Regions from separate parts of the Mus musculus genome. Here regions 1, 2, 3, 5, 6 and 7 are each linked to region 4. A link is a contact called in public Hi-C and HiChIP or PLAC-seq data. All regions are on one chromosome and are shown on one strand. The core of a region is the stretch at or near the end of the contact, and the rest is flanking DNA. Distances in the headings are between cores, read along the strand shown. Region 1 overlaps Cradd (CASP2 and RIPK1 domain containing adaptor with death domain). Region 2 has its middle 26 kb from the start of Mrpl42. Region 3 has its middle 32 kb from the start of 2310039L15Rik. Region 4 has its middle 53 kb from the start of Gm40744. Region 5 holds the start of Socs2 (suppressor of cytokine signaling 2). Region 6 overlaps 2310039L15Rik (RIKEN cDNA 2310039L15 gene). Region 7 has its middle 15 kb from the start of Gm33230.

Evidence for each region. A called contact is a pair of places that touch in the nucleus more often than the background predicts. HiChIP or PLAC-seq counts read pairs in DNA pulled down with a chosen protein or histone mark.
Region 1: an H3K27ac HiChIP or PLAC-seq map of large pre-B cells shows a contact between it and region 4, with 2.7 times the contacts expected there. The contact joins two enhancer-like sites. A contact is called at or near these places in 1 of 15 datasets of contacts at CTCF or cohesin (the NIH/3T3 cell line), 4 of 484 Hi-C or Micro-C datasets (embryonic stem cells and nephron progenitors), 3 of 115 datasets of contacts at active chromatin or transcription factors (VIP interneurons, embryonic stem cells and large pre-B cells) and 1 of 9 other capture datasets (embryonic stem cells).
Region 2: an H3K27ac HiChIP or PLAC-seq map of acute myeloid leukemia shows a contact between it and region 4, with 9 times the contacts expected there. The contact joins two enhancer-like sites. A contact is called at or near these places in 1 of 15 datasets of contacts at CTCF or cohesin (the NIH/3T3 cell line), 5 of 484 Hi-C or Micro-C datasets (bone marrow-derived macrophages, embryonic fibroblasts, embryonic stem cells and 2 more), 9 of 115 datasets of contacts at active chromatin or transcription factors (VIP interneurons, acute myeloid leukemia, differentiating embryonic stem cells and 5 more) and 1 of 9 other capture datasets (embryonic stem cells).
Region 3: a contact with region 4 is called in an H3K27ac HiChIP or PLAC-seq map of large pre-B cells, with 2.3 times the contacts expected there. The contact joins two enhancer-like sites. A contact is called at or near these places in 2 of 484 Hi-C or Micro-C datasets (bone marrow-derived macrophages and nephron progenitors), 5 of 115 datasets of contacts at active chromatin or transcription factors (the NIH/3T3 cell line, bone marrow-derived macrophages, fibro-adipogenic progenitors and 2 more) and 1 of 9 other capture datasets (embryonic stem cells).
Region 5: an H3K27ac HiChIP or PLAC-seq map of VIP interneurons shows a contact between it and region 4, with 5 times the contacts expected there. The contact joins the promoter of Socs2 here to the enhancer-like site in region 4. A contact is called at or near these places in 13 of 39 promoter capture datasets (3T3-L1-derived adipocytes, the C10 cell line, the HPC-7 cell line and 9 more), 1 of 15 datasets of contacts at CTCF or cohesin (the NIH/3T3 cell line), 15 of 484 Hi-C or Micro-C datasets (the C2C12 cell line, the CH12 cell line, adipose-derived mesenchymal stem cells and 7 more), 25 of 115 datasets of contacts at active chromatin or transcription factors (the 230-238 cell line, the NIH/3T3 cell line, VIP interneurons and 17 more) and 4 of 9 other capture datasets (adipose tissue, liver, macrophages and 1 more).
Region 6: a contact with region 4 is called in a Hi-C map of bone marrow-derived macrophages, with 27 read pairs. The contact joins two enhancer-like sites. A contact is called at or near these places in 1 of 15 datasets of contacts at CTCF or cohesin (the NIH/3T3 cell line), 2 of 484 Hi-C or Micro-C datasets (bone marrow-derived macrophages and nephron progenitors), 3 of 115 datasets of contacts at active chromatin or transcription factors (acute myeloid leukemia, large pre-B cells and regulatory T cells) and 1 of 9 other capture datasets (embryonic stem cells).
Region 7: a contact with region 4 is called in an H3K27ac HiChIP or PLAC-seq map of heart atrium, with 5 read pairs. The contact joins two enhancer-like sites. A contact is called at or near these places in 3 of 484 Hi-C or Micro-C datasets (bone marrow-derived macrophages, muscle stem cells and nephron progenitors), 5 of 115 datasets of contacts at active chromatin or transcription factors (bone marrow-derived macrophages, craniofacial prominence, embryonic basal ganglia and 2 more) and 3 of 9 other capture datasets (adipose tissue, embryonic stem cells and liver).

What each region holds. Positions count from the first base shown.
Region 1 is chr10:95,289,633-95,292,588 of GRCm38.p6, forward strand. The region is part of intron 2 of Cradd (CASP2 and RIPK1 domain containing adaptor with death domain); the gene reads right to left. Among named protein-coding and RNA genes, the nearest start is that of Cradd, 33 kb to the right of the region's middle. Within about 2 kb of position 1,694, at least 66 of the 459 cell types and tissues checked have an H3K27ac peak or open chromatin away from gene starts, as enhancers often do.
Region 2 is chr10:95,474,721-95,478,177 of GRCm38.p6, forward strand. It overlaps the pseudogene Gm3619. Among named protein-coding and RNA genes, the nearest start is that of Mrpl42, 26 kb to the right of the region's middle. Within about 2 kb of position 1,346, at least 15 of the 459 cell types and tissues checked have an H3K27ac peak or open chromatin away from gene starts, as enhancers often do.
Region 3 is chr10:95,366,458-95,369,745 of GRCm38.p6, forward strand. No RefSeq gene overlaps it. Among named protein-coding and RNA genes, the nearest start is that of 2310039L15Rik, 32 kb to the left of the region's middle. Within about 2 kb of position 1,549, at least 22 of the 459 cell types and tissues checked have an H3K27ac peak or open chromatin away from gene starts, as enhancers often do.
Region 4 is chr10:95,012,624-95,016,010 of GRCm38.p6, forward strand. No RefSeq gene overlaps it. Among named protein-coding and RNA genes, the nearest start is that of Gm40744, 53 kb to the left of the region's middle. Within about 2 kb of position 1,483, at least 53 of the 459 cell types and tissues checked have an H3K27ac peak or open chromatin away from gene starts, as enhancers often do. A contact at or near this core is called in VIP interneurons, adipose tissue, heart atrium and 2 more, where this site is marked.
Region 5 is chr10:95,415,156-95,418,571 of GRCm38.p6, forward strand. It overlaps Socs2 (suppressor of cytokine signaling 2), which reads right to left and starts at 1,702. Exons shown (of 3, transcript NM_007706.4): 1 at 1,463-1,702; 2 at 1-36. It overlaps 5730420D15Rik (RIKEN cDNA 5730420D15 gene), which reads left to right and starts at 2,220. Exons shown (of 5, transcript NR_045339.1): 1 at 2,220-2,524.
Region 6 is chr10:95,346,849-95,350,293 of GRCm38.p6, forward strand. All of the region lies in intron 1 of 2310039L15Rik (RIKEN cDNA 2310039L15 gene), which reads left to right. Among named protein-coding and RNA genes, the nearest start is that of 2310039L15Rik, 12 kb to the left of the region's middle. Within about 2 kb of position 1,498, at least 13 of the 459 cell types and tissues checked have an H3K27ac peak or open chromatin away from gene starts, as enhancers often do.
Region 7 is chr10:95,397,073-95,400,492 of GRCm38.p6, forward strand. It overlaps a transcript of Socs2 not described here. Among named protein-coding and RNA genes, the nearest start is that of Gm33230, 15 kb to the right of the region's middle. Within about 2 kb of position 1,674, at least 66 of the 459 cell types and tissues checked have an H3K27ac peak or open chromatin away from gene starts, as enhancers often do. A contact at or near this core is called in adipose tissue, heart atrium and muscle stem cells, where this site is marked.

The DNA of each region.
Region 1 (2,956 bases), core at 444-2,943, 280 kb after region 4:
TGTAGACAGTTGTCTCTTAGTGAAATTACCTCTTTACCATAGACCAAAGCAAATGAAGGATCCAAGAAATGCCCACAGGGCTGCAAGAATCCATTACTGCGACAGAGCTCCCACAGGCAAAGTCAGAAGATCTCTGTGTGTGTTAGTTTTCCTGAGCTTCCATTGCCTGCATCTTGAGGTGCTGGCTATCCTCGATAAAGGTTCTTTGATAACAAGAATTCCTAAGACTAAACTTCACTCGATTCTCGCCTCTTATGTGATAACGGCTGATCCTTTTACTTTTTCCCCCCACACATCTTGTCACATATGGTCTCCTCTGCAACAAATGTCTGCTGACAACTGATAACATTTGTGTTTGTTTAGCAACATTCTCGCGAAGTTGCTCTCATGACAGATAATAACTGTTATGATCATGACATTTTCAGATAGCTGAAAATAAAACCAATATGCTCATCTTTGCTGATAAGCTAGAAAGGTAAAAGGCTGAAGCAAGGAACACACATACACACACACAGTGTGAGGAATTGACGTAGGGAGCAAAAGCATGAATGGCTCCCGCCCCATTTTCTCATTTTAAAGTTAATAAAACTGGACCAGGCAACATTCTGCAGTTCAGTTAAGACTCGTGGGTGGCAGACAGAGCTCTGTGTGTTTGAGCCACTGACTCAATGGATGGTCCACACAAAAAGTCCAAAGTTCTAGACTTCCTCAGAACTTGATCTGCATAAAAGTCCCAGAGTTTCGGGCCTGCCAGGGATATAAAGTGAGCTCCTGTCTCAAACACACAACAAACAACAGCAACGACAGGTAAATAAGCAATGGGTTAGAGAGCTGGCTCAGTGGTTACGAGCAACTGATGCTTTGTAGAAGCCTGGAGTTCATCCTGATTCTGCTACAAAAAAATCAGTGATGACTGGAACATTTCCAATTGAATTCTCCAGAGCTCCTTTCTCTTGGGGTGTCACACTTTCCCCTAAACAACATTTAGTTATCTTAAGCTGCTCCTCCTCCTCTTCTTCTTCTTCCTCCTCTTCTTCTTCCTCCTCTTCTTCCTCCTCCTCCTCCTCCTCCTCCTCCTCCTCCTCTTCTTCTTCTTCTTCTTCTTCTTCTTTTCTCCTCTTCCTCCTCCTATTCCTCTTCCTCCTCCTTCCCCTCACCCTTCTCTCACCCTCCTTTTTTTTTTTTTTTTTTTTTTTTGATACAGGCTCACTCCATTGATCAGGCTCACAGCAACCCTCCCATCTTTTGCAATGCTGGTATTACAGTCTGGCCCCACTTCTGGCCACAAACAACTGTTTTAAAAAGACACTCTAAACTACATACACAGAAAAATCACAATGCAGGACTATTGGTTTGGCTTCATTTTAGTGAACAACAACAACAAAAAATAGGTCACTACATAGCTTGCAATCCTCCTGCCTCACCCTCCCAAATGTTGGGATTAGCCACCTAAATTTAAAACTCATATTCTTCACTCTCAAAAAGCCAGACTTGAACTTGTCTGTCCACATAATCCTGTTTGCTACATTTCAAAATCTCATAAGAGAAATTAACAGTAAATTACCCCAAATTCTTTCAGTGTCCTGGGACAGAACACTCACTTAAAATCCCAAACCCAGTGCACTCAAGTCAACCCTCTCATACAGTCCAGCCAGCTTTCCCAGCCTCAGCCTTCACGGGTCTCTGGCCTATCCACTGTGACCGCTGAGTTTCAGTTCCTGATTCTACAAGGTTTTCAGGGTGCGCTGGATATGACAATATGCTGGCGGTACAGGCAGAATGAAAAGGACTTTCAAAAAGCAGACACTTCACTTACAAATGAGGGACAATAAAGTGGATATAATCAAGGGACATTTGGGTAGCAAAAAGTGACATCTTGACAAAGTTACCATGGAGAGCACACCAGGTTCCAGCTGTTCTTTTTTAACGGCACCTAATGTATCCTCTGGTAACAAGTCTGACCGTGTACCGCCAATGCCTTACGTAAGAGAAAACTGAGGGCTTCGTTGATAAGAACAAGAGGGGCTGGAGAGGCGCAGTGGCAATTACAACACACTGGCTAGTCCTGCAGAGGACCTGGGTTCTGCCTCCAGCACCTACAAGGTACCTCCCAACCGTCAGTAACTCCACAGAAGTAGATGGGTGGTGGAGTGAGGCGGAGACAGTCATCCTGCTGTGGTTATCTGGCCCGAGGCCTGGAGGAAGAGGCAGCTGCACAGAGTTGCAGGTCCAGAGTGGTCCAGGGAGCGAACTGCAGTGCAAGGGCCTGGAGATGCAGGGAGGCTGGTGAGGTGAACCTGGCAAGCTCCAGGAACAGAAAGGAGAAGAAGGTGGCTCCATCACAGAGAGGAGAAAGAGTAGAAGGAGACGCTGGAGGCAGTGTGGATGCTAACATAATGGAGAGCCTGTGTTTATTGCAAACACAGCAAAAACCCGTTGTTGTATTTTGGACAGGAGAATAGTACAGCCCGACCTACGTGGTTTTATATACATAATACTTCTGTTGATTATTGGGGAATTTCACATTATGAACCCCAATCACACTCACTTCCCAGTCTTCCCAGGTCCAACTCTCTCCTTGTGACCCTCCCCACAAAACAAACAAACAAACAAACAAAGTAAATCAGTAAGTAAATAAATAAATACAAACAAGTCCAACTTGTATTGCCATATGCTCTCTGGAGTATGGAGCATGGTCAAACTTCCAGTAGCTAGCCCCTTAAAAATATCTAAGTTCTTTTCTACCGGCACCCCCACCAGAAGCCATCAATTCTTAAAAGCTACACTTCAGCATCCTTATCTCACATTGAAGAGTTCTCTTCATGGCTTCCTGTTTAGGCTGTTACTGGGGGAGGGGAGCTGTCCTAGAAGCCTTCTATGTCAGTCTTTCTCAACTGTGAATTTGCAGTCATTGGTAACCTGTGCCCTTTACAATCAGCGGGAACACAGATCGTGG
Region 2 (3,457 bases), core at 96-2,595, 460 kb after region 4:
GTCAACTGGTTGATGGGTAAAAGTGCTTGCTGTATAAGCCTGATGACCTGAGTTCAGGCCTTGAAACTTAACTCCCCAAGTTTGTCTTCTGTCTTTCACACCACACCAGGGTATGCATGAACACACACACACACATACACACACAGACCAGGAGTCGGGGAACTACCAAACACTTCAGGAGGTATAAGAGATTGCCGTCAAGCCGGCCAAGTTCAATATCCAGATCCCATGTGGTAGAAAGAGAGAATTGAACACCCTCTTCATACATTGAATAAATGTTTACAACAACAACAACCACAAAAGATGAAAAGCAAGCCTACTGGCAGGAACCAAGTCCTCAGCTGACGTCTCCCCATGGTCCAGCTTCACTTTCCTACAGTCCTGTGATCCTCCTCCAACAGACTCCCATTGCTGGACTCTACTGTGGATGGATGGGCTTCTTGGCCCTGGAAATCAAGAGTCTTAACTAATGGGTTCTCTTACCTCTGCTGACTGGGACTAGAGTTGTTAGCTTCTTAGGAAGGCAGGAGTTTGTGGGACCAAAAGAAGGAGTCACAAAACCCTTAGCCCTTGTGAGGAGGCAATTCAGAGGCACAGTGCTTGCCTGACATGTATAAAGAAAGCCCTGAGATCAGTCCCCAACAGAACACACACACACACACACACACACACACACACACACACACACACGGAGAGACAGACAGACAGACAAACATATACACAGACAGACACATGTGGAGAGACGAGAGACAAACAAACACACACCATTTAAAATTAAAAACAAAAAAGAAAGTACAAGGGCTGGAGAGATGGCTCAGTAGTCAAGAGCACTGGCTGCTCTCCCAGGGGACCTGAGTTCAATTCCCAGCACCACATGTCAGTCAGTTCCCAGCTGTCTGTAACTACAGTCCCAGGAGATACAAGGGCACCAGACACCCACATGTTACTAAGACACACCTGCAACGAAAGCATCCATACACATTAAAAGAAAAATCTTTAAAAAAAAACATATTTTCTAACAAAAAGAAATCTGATGTCTTTAAATATACATAAAAGATTTATTTTTATATATGAAAGTACAAAAACAGTTAACAATGTTATCTTTGAGTAAGTCAAGGTTTTCTACCTAAACTTAATTAAAAAAAATGATAGTGAAAAACATCCACAGTTGGGAATGTCATTAGAAAAATATAAGTAGCACGGCCGATATTTAGCAAGTAGCACTGATCTTAAGGATGTTTGAGTTGGCCAGCTAGAAAGCAGATCTTCTCACAACCAGCTGTTGTATAAATACTTAATGATAGACGAGTAGAACGACTTCCGGCAATGACATTATCAAACCACCCTTTCTCAAGTAGCAATGTTCAAATTCTCTGCCATTCTGGCATTTCAAAGTCACAACCACAGGGTAAGCGGTTCAGGCTGAATGCTGTGTCACAGTGCCCTCTGGCGGTTTCGTCGAGAATGTGTTCCGCAGGTTAAGGCAACACAGCCTCTCCGGCTCTTCCTAGGGCTGCTTTTAAAGTAGCATCCCTCACATGTAATTGTAAATGGCCACTAAAACCTGTAAGTGGTTTTTCATAGAAGGGTAGTGAGGAAGGTAATAGTTTTGTCTCAGCCATGGAAGAGATAGGAAGATACAGAGGAAGTAAGACTGTGATGGGTTACTATTTGTTTAGAAAACTCAAAATCAGCAACACATGAAAGACATAATTCGGAGCCGGGCGTGGTGGCGCACGCCTTTAATCCCAGCACACAGGAGACAGAGGCAGACGGATTTCTGAGTTCAAGGCCAACCTGGTCTACAGAGTGAGTTCCAGGATAGCCAGGGCTACACAGAGAAACCCTGTCTCGAAAAAAAAAAACAAAAACAAACAAACAAACAAAAAAAGACATAATTCAGGAACTACATTAATCTATATTTTCAATACATTAAAGTCTAATTTGCTAAAGTACTCACACAGGACTGCGTTTGGCCTTCTAGAGTTCCACATTGGTCAACTCTGGACTCACAGAAACACTTTTTAATTATTTAATTTTACTTACAAGCCTTGTTCTTTCATGCTCATAACTTATCTTGATCTTTGTAAAACTTTTATTATAAGTCAATATAATTTTTTTCAATAGAAATAGCTTTGTTCAGATAAGTCAATATAAATTTTTTTCAATATAAATAGCTTTGTTCGGTATAAATTTGAAAAAGACTAATAGTGTTTTAAAGTTAGGAGCAAAGTTGGTATATCTGACAAGCTTGTATCAGACTTACTTTCTTTGATGCAATAAAAAAAAGAGAGAGAACCTAAGTGCTCCCATTGGGCAAGAGGTTCACATTACTGTCAATTATTGCTAACCTTCTTCTCTTTTGTTCACTATTCTGTTTTTGTCAGTCTAAGTTTTATTCCAAAAAGTTATGTATTAAGATTAAGATGTTTATAAAGATGTCCATCATTACAATAAAGCACCCAACTGGACAGACAAGGATCCGATTCAGTATTAATGGCCTAATTCCCTGATGGGCAACTTAAAAAAGAAAAAACAAGAAAACCTTTCCGGAGTGAAAGGCCAGGACGGCTTCTAACAGAATTGGTGCCTCTCGGGAGTTATAAAATCCACGATTTTGTCTATTTCTCCTTTCCATTCCCTCTCCTTCTCCTGCTGAGATTTCCCTTCTACCTCTTCTTGGTTTTTGGTCAACTGTTCCACTTCCTTTGCCTGAGGACCATGCTCACGGCCATTCCATTCTCTCCTTAGGGTGGCCATTTCTACTTCTTCAGCTGACAGTTTACCAACATCTATTGTCTTATTTTTTTATCATCTTGACAGCTAGAGCGAATGTCGACTTCAGAGTCCTTTCTCCTGCGTTGTAGTCTGGTTTCAACACTGACACAGCTCGGGCACTGCTGTCTCCAATGCTCATGCGCTTGGGTCACTCTTAACAGACCTGAAAGCCATGGTGCTTACCCCAGCCAATACACAGCAAGGAAACAGCAACCGGACACTTCCCTCCAAACTGCGCATGCGCCTCTGTGATAGCACAGTGCTGTAAACAACTGCGCACGTGGAATTGGCTCCTGTTACTGGAATAAATACCTCTGAGCAATGAATTAGTCAGGACCTTAGCATCAGGTGTTGTGCCTGCCACGCTGCAAGCCATGTCCTCATTAAGTTTATCAACTTTCCAGAAAACAAACAAACAAACAAACAAAAAACCCCAACCGACTCCATCAAGAAGCTTGTGGCTGTTACACCTCTTCTACTGCAAGCAAAACTCCATCATTGGCTAGAATTCCCAAACAGGTGCCTGCATGTCCAATGGCTTCCACAGCATATTCTACTTGGTATTACTAAGAGACCTTCTGGGAAAAGTACTGTGGTCCTGGAGTCATATCTTCAAGACACAGCTTCTGAACTTGATGTAATTCCGGAAGAAGGCATTGAGGGTGCAGAGCCAAGCCGC
Region 3 (3,288 bases), core at 299-2,798, 350 kb after region 4:
TTCTTCCACCGGTGTATACCAGAAGACACTTTCAACTCTTCCACAACAAGATGGATTAGCTTACAAAACAAATTAGATTCACAAGCTGAGTCTATTGGATGTAATTACAGCTGTGGAGTGTAACCATCCTTTCTAGGCATTCCCTGAAGACAGCAGCTCTCCTCAAAGCAATTCCACCGAAAGAAATCCGCCTCCAAAATGTTGCTCCTGACAACCTTGATACTGAGTAGATATTGAATGGAATGAGGATGCCGCATAGTCAAACGTCCAGCAACAGAAAAATCCCTTGAAGTAACTTACACCCCTAGAGTTACTATGAGAGAGCCAATGACATGTGCCATGGCAGTGTTCACAGCAGCCAGGTGAAGCAATCTGCCTGGGTTCCCATTAATGGGTGATACAGAAAGTGTGCTGCCAGTACCTGATTATTTAGTCATAAAGAACAAAATACCATTCGCAGGATAATGGATGAAACTGGAGCTCATCAGATTATGTGAAGTAGACCAGGCTCAGAACCACAATCATCACACACGTTCCCTCACATATGGAGTCTGGTTTTCTTTCTTGAGGCATAAAAGTAAAAGAAATGTTATTTGGGAAGAATAAGCACACCTAGGGTGGGGGAAAAGGAAAGATAAAAAAGAAAGTTCTGATGGGGTGAAAATGAGCCAAGTACATTGTAGACATGAACTCATGACTATACACAATTGATATATGCTAATTGTTTTGAAAGTGCTATTTATATAGCTTGGATAATAAATACTCATTGTCCAATATTCAATGGGAGAAAAAAGGGTACAAGTTTGTGGCGCATGTGTAACAATGTACCGTCTAAGTGAGTTTTTCTTAAACATTAAAAGACACCAAATAACTGACTGTACTGACCCGTGCCTGCCCAAGTGCTTCAGACGAAGTGACAGGAGACAAACAAAACCCAGATTCTCCAAAGCCTTAAAGAGCTGGGGTGCTCTTAAATAATTACATTATAAAGAAACAGATGGCTGCAAATTAAAATACACTGCGTTCTGTCTCCAGCCAGTCAGAATGGCAGGCATCAAGAAAACAAACAGCAAACACTGGCCACATTCGGACAAAGGGAGCTCTTCTATACCCCTGGTAGGAAGGTAAACTGGTCCAGTCACTGAGGCAATCAGTATCGAGGTCTCTCAAACAACTAACTAGGGCATGAGCCACTTCTAGGTGTTTCCCTGAGGGACTTGGGAAACCATCACAGAGGTACCTGCACGTCTGTGGTTATCGGCAGCTCTAGTCTACAGTAGCTGATTACGAAGTCAGCACAGAGGCATGAATAAAGAGAGTGTGGTCTATCTACACAACGGGAACATGAAGTTACGCTGCTCGTGTGGAAGTAGATATGACTGGAGACGATCCAATTAAACGAATTCAGCCAGCTTCAGAAAGAAAAAAAAAATAGAACATGTTTTCTTTCATTTGTGGTTCCTGGATTTTTTTTTTTTTTTATAGATACATGAAATCATGTATGAATATCTGACCTACAGGCAGAAGTGAAACTGTCTTGGGGAAGAAATGAAACTAACAGGAGGCGGGAAAGGAGGGGGTAGGGGCTTTAGGGGAATATGCTCAACATATAATATATATTATATCAATTTTTATTTAAAAAATTTAAAAAAATTAAAATTAAGAGTTAGAGAAATTTCTCCATGGTTAAATCTGTGTCCTGCTCTTGTAGAGGACATGAGGTGGGTTCCCTGTACACTCGTTGGGCGGCTTATGTTGGTTATAGCTCCAGTTCCCGGTTGAATCCAATACCTCTGATCACTGTAAGCATTTGCATTCACATACACATACCCACACGGGAGATGCATGACTACAAACAATAGAAATAAATCTAGACACCCTACACAATAGCGATGAAGGAGAGCAACAGTTGGTGATTGGAGTATGAATGGCGTTAGATTGTCACTATAATATTCAGCCGGCGGAAGCTGCCTTCCTCTGTGGACCCTATGTAGGCTAAAAGCCACCGAGGCCGAAACAGACTCTGCTCAGGGATTCGGCAAGCAGACAGACATTTCCGGGAATGACCAGAGCGGGGGGAGGGGGGGCTACGGGGTGTGTGTGTGTGTGTGTGTGTGTGTGTGTGTGTGTGTGTCTATGTTTAACTTGTTCATATAAACATGTTTAGCTTGGTCCAATGAAAAAAATCTGGGGCCTCATTTGTAGTCTTGGCTCCACAATTCCACGTTACTGGGGTCCGTTACTCTCAAAGGTCTCAGGATCTTTAACCAAACACACACGGGGTCGATGTTATATCTTGTAAAATTTCTGTGAGGTTTAAAGATTATTGCTTTCCCCTTGTTGTTTTTGAGATAGAGCCTCACATCTGTAGCCCAGGCAGGTCTAAAATGCACTGTAGACCAGGCTAGTTTCACGTTCATGGCACGCCTCCTGTCTTATTATCCTGAGCACTGAAGTTACGGTTGTGAGCCACACATCTGACTGCAGGTTTGTAGAGGGTACTTTCGTTCACCTTACTGAGGCTTGTGAAACTTTTTTTGTTTGTTTGTTGTTGTTGTTGTTGTTTTTGAGACAGGGTTTCTCTGTGTAGCCCTGACTGTCCTGGAACTCTGTAGATCAGGCTGTCCTCGAACTCAGAGAGCCGCCTGCCTCTACGTCCTGAGTGCCCAGACTAAAGGTGTGCGCCACCACCTCGGGGCTTGTGAAACACCTATTGGTATATCTGCTTTTGCTTCAGCTTTCTTTGTCTTCTCACTTAGTTATCACCTTCTCTTTGGCATATGCTGAAGCAGGAACTGGCTGGTTCTGCTGGCTTGCCTCCATCCAGTCCATTGGTTGTTCTTTCCTGCTCTGCTGTGCCCCAGGATGCTGGAGAAGATTGGCATTTATGAGCCACATTCCCCCTGCACCCTTATCCTCTGGCTTCCAGTTGCATTCAGTCAGGAAAACACTGACAGGAGGGTGAATCATGGGCAAGTTAGCCATTCTGCACTTGCTCCCTGCCACAACCCCTCTCCCCCAGTTCCAGAGTTCCTCATCTCTAGACATTGTCTTGTTATGACTTAATATGATTTGGGTCACACACACACACACACACACACACACACACAGGGGGGGGGTTCATGTGCTGAAATTTGATCCCTATTGTGATAGTGTGAGATATTAAGAAAACTTAGTCCCACAAGACTGCTTATGCCTGGGATCTTTTCTTATGATCCCAGAGGCCCTGGACTCTCTCAGCAAGGCAATCAACAGCCTCTCAGCCTTGGACTTCTTTTCTTTATAATC
Region 4 (3,387 bases), core at 233-2,732:
AGAGGTCCCACCATCTCCTAGTGATAGCACTGCCTGGGGACTAAGCCTTTAGCATGCCAGTCTTTGGGAGACATGTATCCAAACATAGTAGAACACATCTTTAGGAGGCCTATGGTGTTCAGCTTTGAGAACCAACCTCTGTGTTAGACAGATCTGGCTGTCAAAGCCTTTGAGCATGAAACAACATAAATCTGATACGGAAAGACGAACTATAAAGACACAGGCTAAGAAAAGGGAACCTGGGTTAGTTAGCATCTTTACTGATGCCATTTCCAAACTGTACAACTGTGGTGAAGTCAACTGAGCTCCCTGCTCTCATGTTCTTTTTAGATAATCAGACATTGCAAAGGTTGTACAATGACTAACAAAAAACCATGAATGAAAAACCTTAGCTAAGCCAGGTGTGGTAGCATACGCCTTTGGTCCCAGCATGAGGAATACAGAGACAGGCAAGTGGATCTCTGTGAGTTCAAGGCTAGCCTGGTCTGTGGATTGAGTTCCAGGACTGTTAAACAAATAAACTCCATTTGGAAGAGAGAAAAAAAGAAGAATATATAGAGAGAGAACAGAAAAAAAACAGAGAGAGGGAGAGAGAGACAGGGAGGGAGGGAGAGAGAGACAGGGAGGGAGGGAGGGAGGGAGGGAGGGAGGGAGAGAGAGAGAGAGAGAGAGAGAGAGAGAGAGAGAGAGAGAGAATGAATCCAAGCCCCCAGGCTACATGCTGACAGGTCCCAGACAGAGGGCACTGTAGCCTTCTTTGCAACCCACCCCACCCCTGGAGAATGGAGCTGGCTAAGTCTCTGCTAAGAATAGAATTCCCTTGGCTCTTGTTTTTCAGCTCAGAGAATATCAGATTTGCTTGCTTCTTGGCTGTGTCTGTCTTTTGCTTCCTTTAAGGTGTCTTTTTAGGTTTTTTAAAATTAAAAAAAAAAAAAAAGAAAGAAAAAAGAAAAAACAAACTTAACATTTCTACTACTCCCAATGTCTTCTCAGAGAGCGTAGCGTTTGATCGTGCCGAGTCCAGGAGGTAGATGCGGCGGATACTTCTGATCTTCTGGGCTGCTTTTGGAACGCCAGAGTGTTACTAGGCTTTCTCGGTTGATGCCAAGCAATCTAGCTGTAAGTTGAAGAAAAAAATAACGAAGAAGCCCTTGGAAGGAAACGGTGTTTAGTACGTGGTTGGAGGTGGGGAGTGAGAAGTTTCCTCTGGGCTGAGGCTGACAAGAGGAAACCAAAAAGAAAAAACATGGATGTAACAGAAGAAGAAAATGTTTTTAATGGAAAGGCTTCCCAGAGATGGAAAGAGACCGAAGGTCTTGGCCTCCGTCATTTCTATTGTCCATCTGAGGGTGTGCATGGTGCCCTGTGCCTCTCTCTTCCTCCGCCGATTCTTCTAATTCTTGAGGGCATTAGGAGATGGGGCTGATTCATCACTTGGACTGAAGCAGGAGGGCTTGGCCCAGGCAGCTCTGCCTCAGACTGAAGGCCAGATTAATACCGTTAGTGGAAAGTGTTCCAACTGAATGGGGGAGCAGGGCTCTGGCAAGGTCACTTTCCATCAGGGCCTGCCAAAGCTGATGTCACCAGGAACTTGCAACCTGCATCTGATTTCTCCCTTTCTTTTGTACTTTTTGTTTTGATTTGTTCTTTTGAGACAGGGTTTCTCTGTAGCCCTGGCCATCCTGGAACTCACTCTGTAGACCAGACTGGCCTTAAACTCAAAGATCTGCCTGCCTCTGCCTCCGAAGTGCGGGGCATTTTATACTTTTTTTTTTTTTAAAGGCACAGAATGATGTCCCCAAAGCTCACCTCTCATCGTTCATTCAAGAGGAAGCTTATTTTTAATTTTTCCACCAATTCTACTGTACTACCCAACTTAGTTTTTAAAGACTGCATGTCCCAACTTATGCTAACGAGACAGCAGGCACCCACTGTGGTTCTACGGTGGGTTAGGAAATGAGGTTGGATAAGCAAGGGCAGCCAGGTGTGGTGCCAGGCCTGCCATCAAACTGAACAAGAGGCGTGAGAGTCACGTGCATAGATCAGTGCAAGGAAGATGATTCTTCGGAGCTTTTGGAGAAGTGGGAGGCAAGTGAGGTCTTGAGTGGTCTGGGAAGACTGCCTGGAGGGGGTGATCTGTGAGGAAGATGGGTAAGCAGAGGGAGGCATAGGAAGGGCATTCCAGAATGGACACTAAAACAGTAAACAGAACAAGTAGTGATGTAAACGGGCTGTCTGTCAGGGTGTCCTGCCCCCGGGTGTAGAGGTAGCCTTGATATAAACACTGTAGTCCAAGCCTTTCTCAAAGTTTATCTCCTGGGTAAAAGGGTGATTGATGCTTTCCTGAGATCACCTCAGACACTTTGCCTGCAGCATCTCTGTTCCAGCTAAGTTCCATGGGCCAATCCCTAAGAGCCAATGGGACACCCACTGAAAGGGTGACACCCCACTATAAGGGTGACCTTAGAGGCCAACTGGACAACCACTGTAAGGGTGGCCCTAGGGGCCAATGGGACACCCACTGTAAGGGTGATCCTAGAGGCCAATGGGACACCTGCTGTAAGGGTGACCCTAGGGGCTAATGGGATATTTACTGTAAGGGTGATCCTAGAGGCCAATGGGACACCTGCTATAAGGGTGACCCTGGGGGCTAATGGGATACTTACTGTAAGGGTGACCCTAGTAGACAATGGGACACCTGCTGTAAGGGTGATCCCTAGGGGCCACTGGGACACATGTTGTAAGGGTGACTCTGGTAGAAAATGGGACACCCACTGTAAGGGTAACCCTAGGGGCCAATGGATACCCACTGTAAGAGTGACCATAATAGACAATGGGACACCGCTGTAAAGGTAACCCTAGGAGACAGCAGGATACCCACTGTAAGGGTGACTCTAGGTTGCTCCTTTGCAGGGACAGCACTTGACTCTAAGTGTGAGTGTATTCCCTTGCAGTGAAGTCTCTGGCAAATGGCTGGTAGCTGCTGGTATCCTTGGATATCCTCTGACCTCTTCCCCTGCCACATTCCCAGCTCTTTCCAATGGTCTCTGGAGCACCCGTGTGTCCACGCTTATTGTCTCCCGAGGGGATGGAGAATTGCCCAGCTAAAACTTTAGGACCGGGTAGCCATCTGGCAGGCCTATTATCTGAATTAAGTAGATGGCAGGCAGAGGGTTTAGAAACTCCCAGTTCCCATCTGCTGTGTGGAACTATCTGAGGCCTGCATCAAGAACTTGAAAGCCTGCTCGCCACTAGGACGGACTGTCCTCTGGACCCGTGCCGGACACTGTGAGATCAGTGCTGCAGGTGTGGTAGCTCATTTGGCTCTCGTGATGGAATGGTGGGGGGCGGGGGGAAGGGCTGAAATGCAGCCATAAAAGCGGCGAG
Region 5 (3,416 bases), core at 452-2,951, 400 kb after region 4:
CAAAGTCTCTCGCAGACACTGTCACCCACAGATCGCCTGTGAAGAAACAATGGAACAGAGATTGGGTCAGTCTGGGCTGAACCCCTACGGCCGAGGTGGGGGTGGGTAAACAGACACGTGGAAAATCCCAGGGACTCCTCCGCCTGCGTGTTCTGTACCATTTAACCCCGAGCATCCAGCTAACGCCCTGCCCAACTCTGGGGAAAGACGGGTAAAAAGGGCAGAGATCCAAGACACTAAAGTTGGCCGGAGTAGAGGGGTGAGGAGGGAGACAGGATGAGAGTAAACAAGGTGTTTTCCCGCCGAAGAACTGTGTGCTGGAATTACACACAGGCAGCCCAGGAAACAGTCACCTGCGGGTCCGGATGGATAGGCCTTTGTCATGGGCAAGTGGGGGGTGGGGGTGGGGGGGAAAACATTACACAAAGAACCGGGCAGTTCTCTGCACTTGGCATTTCCATCTTACATTTCGAGCAGCCCCAGGGCCCTTGGGAGGATGCATCCGGCAAAACCTGGTTCCACGCCCTAAAGCGCCGCAGGGCTCCTGGGTCGCCAGCCGAGGGTGCTGCGGTGCGCTAGCGGCGCGCCAGCCGCTGCATCCCTGCCTCGGAGGCGGCCTCACCCCCACTCCTGCCGCTTCCTGGAGCACGCTCCAGACGAGGATGGGGGGCTCAGCGGCGGTCGCTCCAAAACGCGGACCGCGGCTCCTGCGGCTGCCGCCGCGGGCGCTGTCGAGGAATCGGCCGGAGCGTGCAGCCCCCGCCGGAGCTCCAAATGAGGCCGGGGCTGAGCCCGCAACAGCGAGCGCAGCGGGCCATGCCATCAACTGGGACTGAGGTCTTACCTCCACCGCCGCGACTGCCGCCTCCGCACTAGGCAGCCTCCCCAGCGGACAAGGGGCGGGGGAGCCAGGGGGCAAGGAGGGGTGTCCGTCTGAGTTCCCCGGGTGACGTTTATTTGTGGAAGGAGATGCCTGGGGATGCAATCGGCTCTGCGCTCAGTAAAAGCAACCGAGTTTTTCTGCGCCAAAGGCAGACAAAAATCCCAGGGATCGTCGCCTAGCTTCCCCCCCCCCTCTCCGCCCCAGGCTGACACCCCTGCTCGCCAGTGCCGGGTTTCCCTCCAGTTGAAGCGGAGGAGATGGGAGAAAGAGAAGGGGTGGGGTGGGGGAGCAAGGGCGGAGGCTGGCGGGGAGGAGCGGGAGATCAGGTTATTAGGATTATAAATTTGGGTAGCAGTTGTTGGGGGGTGGGGGTGCTCGGAAAATTTCCCGAGACCGAGAAGGAACCCGGGAGAGAGGAGGCAGTTGAGTCCGGATGGGGCAGAGCCCCGACTTGAACTCTCCCGGGGCGCCCTAAACTGCGGACGCCCAGGCGGTCCGCCGCCGCCCCCGTGCTCGCACCCCGCCGCCCTCCCGGCCACTGTCCCCCCGGGCGGAACCTTCGGGCTTCGCGAGCGGTACCTGCCGCAAGCTTCCGGGCTCCGGGCACAAGGGATCTTGAGGGCGCGCGCCTGGAGTCCCGGCGCGCACTGTCCGAGACCCGCGCAGCGTTGGCGGCTGCGGGAGGAAAGGCTCATGCTTCAGGGGGGAAGCCCAAGGCCCGGGAGCCGCAGAGGCGGCGAGACTTGGCAAGAGTTAACCGTCTGTCCCCGGAGCCGAGTGTGCGCGCGACTTCCCAGCCCGACGCGCCTCCCTCGCTCCCCGCCTCCCGCCCCTCGCGCCCCGCCCGGCCGCGGCGGAGGCCGCTTTCCAGGAACTTTCCAGGAATCCGCCTCACGTGACCGCAGCCCCCGCCAGCGCTTTAAAGAGGCCCCGGCCGCTAATGCGCAGGCTTCAAGGGAGCCGGGTGGAGAGAGCCGGTGCGGGTGCTGGTGCTGGTGGCTGCGGGGTGGAAGCCTGCGACTCCGCCCTCCTCTGACCCTGCACCTCGGGGTGCTCGGGAACAAGGAGAAGTCCCCAGCCAATGCCTATTAAGCCACCAGTACCTGCCCCTGTGTCTGCAACAGCTGAGCACCTCGGTCCCGCGAATAGCAGCCCCTCTTCTCCCCAGCCCTCCACGTAGGAGGGAACCTTTAGGCCAGCCATCCACCCCGCTGTGCGCCTGCCAGACGCGACCCTCCTCTCCTCCATGTGGGATGCAGGACCAGCGTGCGGGAAGGGGGCGGGGCTCAGATGTCCGTCCCTCCCTCTCTAAGACACACACAGAGCTAGAGCTAGCACGCCACTGCCCAGGTCGACTACCACTCCCGGGCACCTCGGGAAGCGAACCAGAGACTGTCCCCTCCGCCAGCATCCTAGAAGGCCAGGAAAGAGACGAGCTGAGCGCCTCCTTAAAGCTGCGCAGACTGCCCTCAATCCCTCCCCCCTGGAGCTCCAACTGGTAGTCCCCTGCATCAGCCTTGCCCAGCTTCTCCTTTCCTCCTCAGCTCAACTCCTGCTTGCCCTTCGGGAGACCCACCCTGGCCACCCTACAGAGGAGGTGCCCTTACCTGTGCCCGGGTGGGGTGCGGGGTCACAGGCCTGGTGCGTTTGTCTCTGTGAATCCTTGCAAAGCCAGGGACCCGGAGTTCGTATTGATCCCAGTACTTCTTTCCTATTGGGACCCTCACCTCCCACTCTGTAAGAGGCCACCTAGCCTCCGCGCCGGCATCCAGGCACGCCGGCTCCTGAAACGTGACCCACTTTGAATGTGACCTACTTTTTTTTTTTTTAACAGAAAAACAAAAACAAAAAAAAAACACTCATGGGAAAACCGGATTCGAAATTTCGATAACCATTTTTCTTTGAAATACTGTTCTGTTGCCCCACTGCTCAAAAGCTTGAAAGGTCAATGGCCACTTTTAGTTGAAGCTGTGTCTATGGGGAAGTTGGGCAAGGGTGGCCAGGAGAGGTTGAGAGAGGCGCGGCTTCCAAGCCTTGCCTGGTGCCCCGCCTGCCGGCCCTGGAAGGAAACACAACACGACCGGCCAATTCCAAGGCCCCGAACCAATTTTTATCCACAGTAATTTTTTTCCTCTTAAATAATTCTATGCACTTACAGAATGGTGAACGCGAGGGGAGGACATAAGCCAGCTTACAGGGGCTTTGTCAGCGATAGATTCGTATGTGTGGCCGCGGAGGGGGGAGGCTGTTTTCCTGGAATCTTTGATGGGAAGGATGCCTCTTACTCAAGTTTTAGAAAGCCTGTGTAAAGCCAGGGAGTAACTTAGCAGGATGCTTACCTTCTTTAGGTCCCTAACGTTTTCTGTAAACTTAAAAACAAGATGTCGGTGAAAGGTTAGCATGAACGGACAGGCGGATCCCTCTGGAGTTCTGTGTAGTGAGTTGGAGGCCCAAGTTAAACTTTTTAAGCCTCTACAATGTGCAGGGATAACTAAGACCAACGTTTTATGAATGGTTGATCCTTTCTTGGTAG
Region 6 (3,445 bases), core at 248-2,747, 330 kb after region 4:
TCATCAATCAGATAAAAAAGGAGAGCAGATTCACTTATTTCAGGCTTCATGGAAGACTGTGGTTGATTTCCATCCCTAAACCAACCAACCAACCAACCAACCAACCAACCAACCAAACATGGAACAGTTTTAAACATTGTTATCGTGAGGTAAAAATGTGTCTACTTTCCCCATTCAGAACTTGAAGCGCTTGGGTCTGGAAGATGAACTCCTGAGCCTCACAAAGAAAACTTGAGAAGCTTTTCTGGCTCACTGAGAGCCAACCAAATGCTAGATTCCAGCCAGTGACTCCCCATATTAGTTCTCTAACAACAAACTGACATTTCTTGCCTGTGTTCTCTAGCGTTCTATAATTTTATTCTTAGGGAGACCACGGCAATTTCTCCTAACTGAGACCTCACACTTGGTGAAAACTGGGCGATGATTATACAAGGGCTCATTAACAAAAGCCCAAGCGGACAACTCTCTAATTAATGTCTGGGTTCTGGTTTATGCAGTGATGGGTTTCATTCTTCCTCTTCAGTTTCAAAAAAGATGGGATTGCAAAGGTTATGACAAAACTGGCCAATAAAAAATGCTCTGAAGCACAGAGAGGAAGGCTGGGTTTGGGCAACGCATGGCGAACCCTTAAAAAGTTTTAATTTCTGTTTCTGGGCTACCCTGTCAGTTCTCCAGAACCTTTTAGTCCCTTGAGGCTGGCTCTGTTTGGAACTGCTATTCCATTTATTCTTATTACTAGAAAACACACTCTGAGTTATGTGTGGTCGTATGAAAACACAAACATCCACTCATGTAAAGAGTCCTTCCTTGGGGCTGGTGAGATGGCTCAGTGGGTAAGAGCACCCAACTGCTCTTCCTAAGGTCCAGAGTTCAAATCCCAGCAACCACATGGTGGCTCACAACCATCTGTAATGAGATCTGATGCCCTCTTCTGGTGTCTGAAGACAGCTACAGTGTACTTAATTATAATCAATAAATAAATTATAAAAAAAAAAAAAAGAGTCCTTCCTTTGGGCTGCCTGGATGATGCAGTTTGAAGTTTCATAGGCTTAAAAAAAATAAATACTTTTGAAAGTCATGATGCATCATATTTGAGTCATAACTCAACAAACCATAGAAGAAATGCAACGGCCCGTGGAGACTTGGGGAGGAAATGTTTGTGTCCATCAGTAATCCCAGACTGTAAACAAGAGTGGCTGAGGAAGTATTTGTCTCCCATCAAGCTAAAAATTTCAATTACATTTTTTAAGGGGAAGGGCATGCGTGTATCACAGCACTTAAATGGAAGTGGAGGGACAACTTTGAGGAGTCAGTTCTGTGTTTCCACCACGGGGCTGTGTTGGGAACAAGCAAAAGAAGAAACTTTAAGTACTACCATTAAGTTTTCAGACTCCATTAAATCATGGGGAGAAATTAAATTCAAGGTCCCGGTCCTAGAGGAGCTGGGCACTTCCCAATAGCTGAACAGCTTCTGCTGTAAACTGTTATCTGAGTCCAGACATCTCAGGGACAACTTGTAAGGGGACAGTTGTCTGAGTCCAGACATTTCAAGGACACCTTGTCCATCTTGCTGGCAGGGTTAAACAAGTTCATGTTGCCAGGCCTAGGAATGAGCACCTATCCCACCTCTTAGTTGTCTGTTAACCGGTAGAGAGTAGAGAAATTGCTGTTATCTAAACAAAGGTGCATAAGTTATAAAAATACATAACCTATTGCCTGTTATGTGATAGTTAACTACATGCAGCTGACCTGCTCCATTGTCCCCTTATCACTTTGAGCACCAGACACTGTCTAGGAGAATGAATTAAGGACCTTGAAGGTGCCCTGGATACAGCTCGGTCTCTAAGGGGTACCCCCATAACGTCAAAACACAGTTGGATAACACCACAGCTGTTCCCCCACCTGCCACTTTGTGTTCCCAGCCTTTGAAAATGTACAATCTCCCTATGGGGACACAGTTCAGAACCCAAACTAACTGCTTTCCTGAGAGTTCAGAATATAAAGTTTTCATTTTTAAGCTTCTGTCTCTGAAATGAGTTTTCTCAGCTTCCATCCCAAAGCCAACAGGGACAGGGATCAAACTTTGTCATCAAGTTTGGTGGCAAGGACCTTTACCCACTGAGCCTTCTCAGGAACTGACTCGCCTAAATTAGAGAAGTTTTTCATAAAAGAAACTGGAGGAGGGGAAACATTTATCAATGTATATTGTATTTTTTAAAAAAAGATGTTTTTTTTTCAGTTTAAAAAAGAAAGAAAGGTGTCTCAACTGTGAATTGCAAGCTGAGTGTGTGTAGTCTCTCTACTTTAGCCACATCCTGGATTCTATAATGTACACGATGTAATTCTGTCCAGGAGGCATTAGGGAGAAGAGTTGGGTGCGACCAGGCAGTTCCTTCCTGGAGAGGTTTGGTTCTCCATCCTCCTTCCTCACCTCGGATCCATTTGCATATCCCTTGACTCTGGAATTTTCCTTGTAAGGATTCCTCTTAAAGGAAATAAAGGAGCTGGGGAGATGGTTCAGAAGTTAAGTGATGCTCTTGCTGAGGACCTGAGTTTGGTACCCAGCTCTCCTGTTCTCGAGCTCACGGCTACCTGGAACTCTAGCACCAAGAGGATCTGACACCTCTGGCCTCCAAGGGCACCACACTCATACACAAACTCACAGTCAGACACACGTGCGTGTGCATGATCAAAAACAAAACAAGAAAATCTTCCAAATATAAATAATCAGAGATGTGGGCAAAGATTTGCATTCACAGATGTTCATCTCAGAATCACACCACAAGGAAGGTTTCATTATAGTTTTACTATAATCATAGTAATAATCATAATAAGAATGCTTAATGATTGGATATGCTTAGCGATGGCGTATCTTTCAAGCTCTTACATACTTCATTTTACAGTCTCCTGGAGGTAACTGGGAAATCCTTCATGATGTCTAAGGCAAGAGCAAATACAAAATGAAAATTTGGAAAGCTAAATTATGCGTATGAAAATATGTGTTCCCCTTGGATGATGGAATAATGGGAGATTGTGGGGGTGGTTTTTTTGAACTTTCCAAACTTTGTAGCAATGTGTTAGTCAACTGTAGCAAGCAATTAAGCAATAGTTACTACAACAAAATACTTGAGGCCAAATAACTTTGTAAAATGTATTTACACTATTTATTTTTACTTATTTACATTTCTTTATTTTGTCTAGTGGGAGGTATGGGGTTTCACATGCACAGCACAGGATGCTTATGCAGGGGTTAGAGGAAAACTTTGGGAGTAAGTTCTCTCCTCCTACCGTGTAGGTTCCAGAGATAGATCTCAGATTGTTAGGCTTAGAGACAGGACAAACTCCGTAACGCACTGAGCCGCTTCATAGGTCCACCCCTTCCCCTTTTCTCTGTTTGATACAGGGCCTCACTATACAGCCCCAGCTGGCACTTAACTCACTATGC
Region 7 (3,420 bases), core at 424-2,923, 380 kb after region 4:
ACTGTCAACACTCTACACAACCCCCACCCTCAAGGTTGACTATAATCTAAAAGGCTATGGGGGAGGGGGCAGTGCTACTAGGATTGCCGATAATGCAATTTAATAGCAGCTTGAATCCCAAGTTCTAAAACTTGACTCATCCATTGGAACCTGGTTTCATCTGTAATGTTTCTACCTAGAAAACTCAAGTGAGGAGCTAAATGGACCGTTTGGTGCAGGTGGAACGCTTTGAGCCACTAAACTCACAAGCAAGCCAAATATCCCTTTGGGGGCAAGATCTAGATATAGTGTATAGCCACCCTCAGGCAAAGCTAATCCCCTTGCTGGATCACCTTTCAGTGGCAGGAAATTAATTTTGTGGTTCCTAGAACCGGGCTCCCATCTGGTGTCGGGAGGCTGGTACAAAGAAAGGCAGGGGGAGGAGAAACTTTTGCTATGGTTGTGTTTAGTCAGTGTTTCTGAAGTGAATTAATTGGTGACAACACTCTTACACATGAAACAAACCCCTTCCCAATCCCACCCTAGAGTTTCTCAAAGCAGCTAGTTTTCCAGAGCCACATGCCACAGCCGTTGATGTCCCTGGAGACTGGGATGAGTTTGTCACGGCTGGCTTCTTGCTAGTTTCTAAAGGCCCTGGCAGAGAATTGCACACTCCAGAGACCTCTGTTTGGGACTTGAAATTTAACTTTAAAGACACTTAATTAGCAACTTAACACAAGCTGATTTGCTCTCGGTAACAAATGTGTCATTTAAATATTAACTGTTTTCAAGAAAGCCTGGTAAAGGCTGGAGATGTGAAAGATAATAACTTATTTATGTCTGAAATATTGCTAGGACTACCCGCCTTTGAAAACCTTCTAACATGTCCCATGTGAGTACCCCGTCACCAAAAAAGTTCCAGGGGCAGGGATTTACTCCGTGTGTTTGTGCCCATAAACACACAGAACATTCATAAGCCCAGAGGCTTTAATACACTGTTGTTTGTGAGGGCAGAGACAACCTAACCGTCCACTGATGGGGACCAAGCCTGTCAACAAGTGTGTTCATGGGCTGGAATATGTAAAGAGCTGGGATCTGAGTAAGGACATGAAAAGCTATCCAGACCCCAAACAGCAAACCTGAGAAGCAAATTAAAGAGCAGAATGTATGTACGCATGATACTGCTTGTGTGTGCTTTTTAAAAAGTGATTAAAATTAGATGCTTCTATGACATTAGAACATTCTGAAATAGTTTTTTACAAATAGATAAGAGGTCCTAGGGGATGGAGTGGGGAAGGAGGTAGGCAGTCCCGTCCCTCCGTCATAGTGACTTGCTGAACTAGCTAGATATTTTTTTTAACCCCGAGTAGGTTGCTGTCAGAATAACTGAGAAACTAGCTAATAGAAGATTATATTTACTTTGGATTAACAGAAACAAGAGAGGTGCTTTGTTTGCAGACAGTGGCAGCCAGGTTCCCAACTCTGTTTGTAGGAGGTAAACGGTGGGGGCAGAGGGGTGGGTGTAGAAGAAGGTGTTAACCCATTCACTGTAGAGGAAAGCGGCGCCGTGCGCTCAGCGCAATGCGCATTTGGTGACATCTCCTCTGTAGCTGTGGCCTGACATAAGGACCCCACCCCACCCCCTGAGACCCGCAGGGCGCCTGGACGCCAGGAGGAGCTGCCACTCCCAGATGGCTGCAGAAAAAGAACGTCTTCTGCGTCAGCCGTCAGCCGGTGGCACCTCAGCCCTTCCCTCTGCTCAGCCAGGGCGAGCCCCAGACAGCGTAGCCCCCCCTCCTCCCCGCAGAAAGAATGGAGACCGGAGAGGAGATCTCTCTCTCTCTCTCTCTCTCTCTCTCTCTCTCTCTCTCTCTCTCTCTCTCTCTCTCTCTCTCTCACACACACACACACACACACAGCTTTCTCCCTGATTGATCCCTCTCCCTATCCAGTTCCTCGAAATAGCCAAAGCTGGCCCTAGTCCTCACCATGTTTGTAAATCAAGGTCGAATTGCTTCCAGGTTCTACTTGAGTTTTTGTGGGTGCTTTAACCAGACCAAGTTTTCGGTCCTAAGGCCTCATTAACCTACTAATTAAATGGCAAGTCTTTCAGAAGATCTGTAGCTTTTTTTTTTTTTTTTAAAGTTCTTCCAAATCTAAAATATTTACTCCTGGGCTCCCTAGCTGAAGTGTATCTCACGAAGCTGCTTTTTTGTTTTCAATAGTCATTTTGTTCCAAGAGGCTTCAGTGTACTGCCAACAAGTAAAGACTTGCTATCCACCCGCTGGCCTTAGAGAGAAGCCAGGGAGTTTAAAGAAAAAGTAATGCGTGTATCACCAGGTTCCCTCTGTCTGTCTCTGTCTGTCTGTCTGTCTGTCTGTCTGTCTGTCTCTCTCTCTCTCTACCTCTCTCTCTGTTTCATTCCTTTATAATAGCGTCTTAACTCGCATCCAAGATACTTAGGACATAAATGAAGAAAAAGACTGTGATTTGCTCGCCTGAACTGGGAGGCTAACTTTCAACAACAGTCTGTTTCTCCCAACCCGGCTCTTCTTGAAAAAAAACAAAACAAAACAACAACAACAAAAAACAGAATAGAACAGCAAACAGCAATCAGACCTTCAAGACTAACCTGAGTCCTCCCTCTCAGCCAGACTAAGAAATGTTATTAGAAACTTGAGGAAAAGGTACCCCGTTTTTCCTAAGTTGTGGGACTAATCTGGTGTCAGTAGCTAAAGCTGTTATTTTCCTTATTGGAAGAAGTCCAGATACTCAGTTATTTTTGAAGAAAGGCCGTCTAAACAATCCAGGCCGTTGTCCGCCTCTCGGCTTTGGCACTCCCAGGACATGCTGGGAACAGCCCTCGAGACTGAAGTTCCTTTATGTTTTCAGCCACTTGAGAAAAAGTTCTGCCACAAAGTTCTAATGACATGAAGTCCTACAAATCAGCTTGGAAACGTCTAAATGTGTTTTTCCTAGAAAAAAGTGCCAGACATCGATTTTATCTGGCAACCATCAAAATATATCAGACCGCAAAACTATACATTCCTGGACCTCACATGAAGCACGGTGAGGGACCTCAGTGAGCCAATCCCAGAGCTCAGCTACAGTGGCATCTGCAGTTCACAGCCCAGGCAGCCGAGCTGACACTAACCTCTGCTGAGACCCAGGCTCACGACAGCAAAAGAAAACCAAACCAAAGTTTAAAAAAATAAAATAAAATAAAAAAATTTTAAAAGCATAAAAAGCAATGAGCGGGACATTTCTAATCCATCTTTTCTACTTCCAGCTTGAGGTACCATTAAATGCATTCTTTAACTCGTTACACAGAAAACAACACAGAAGCTCACGTGAATACATTATTTATTTGCAACTGCAGCTTCTAAAACTGGTATTGATAAATAATACAGTGACCTCAAAACAGGAACTATCTTTGGAAA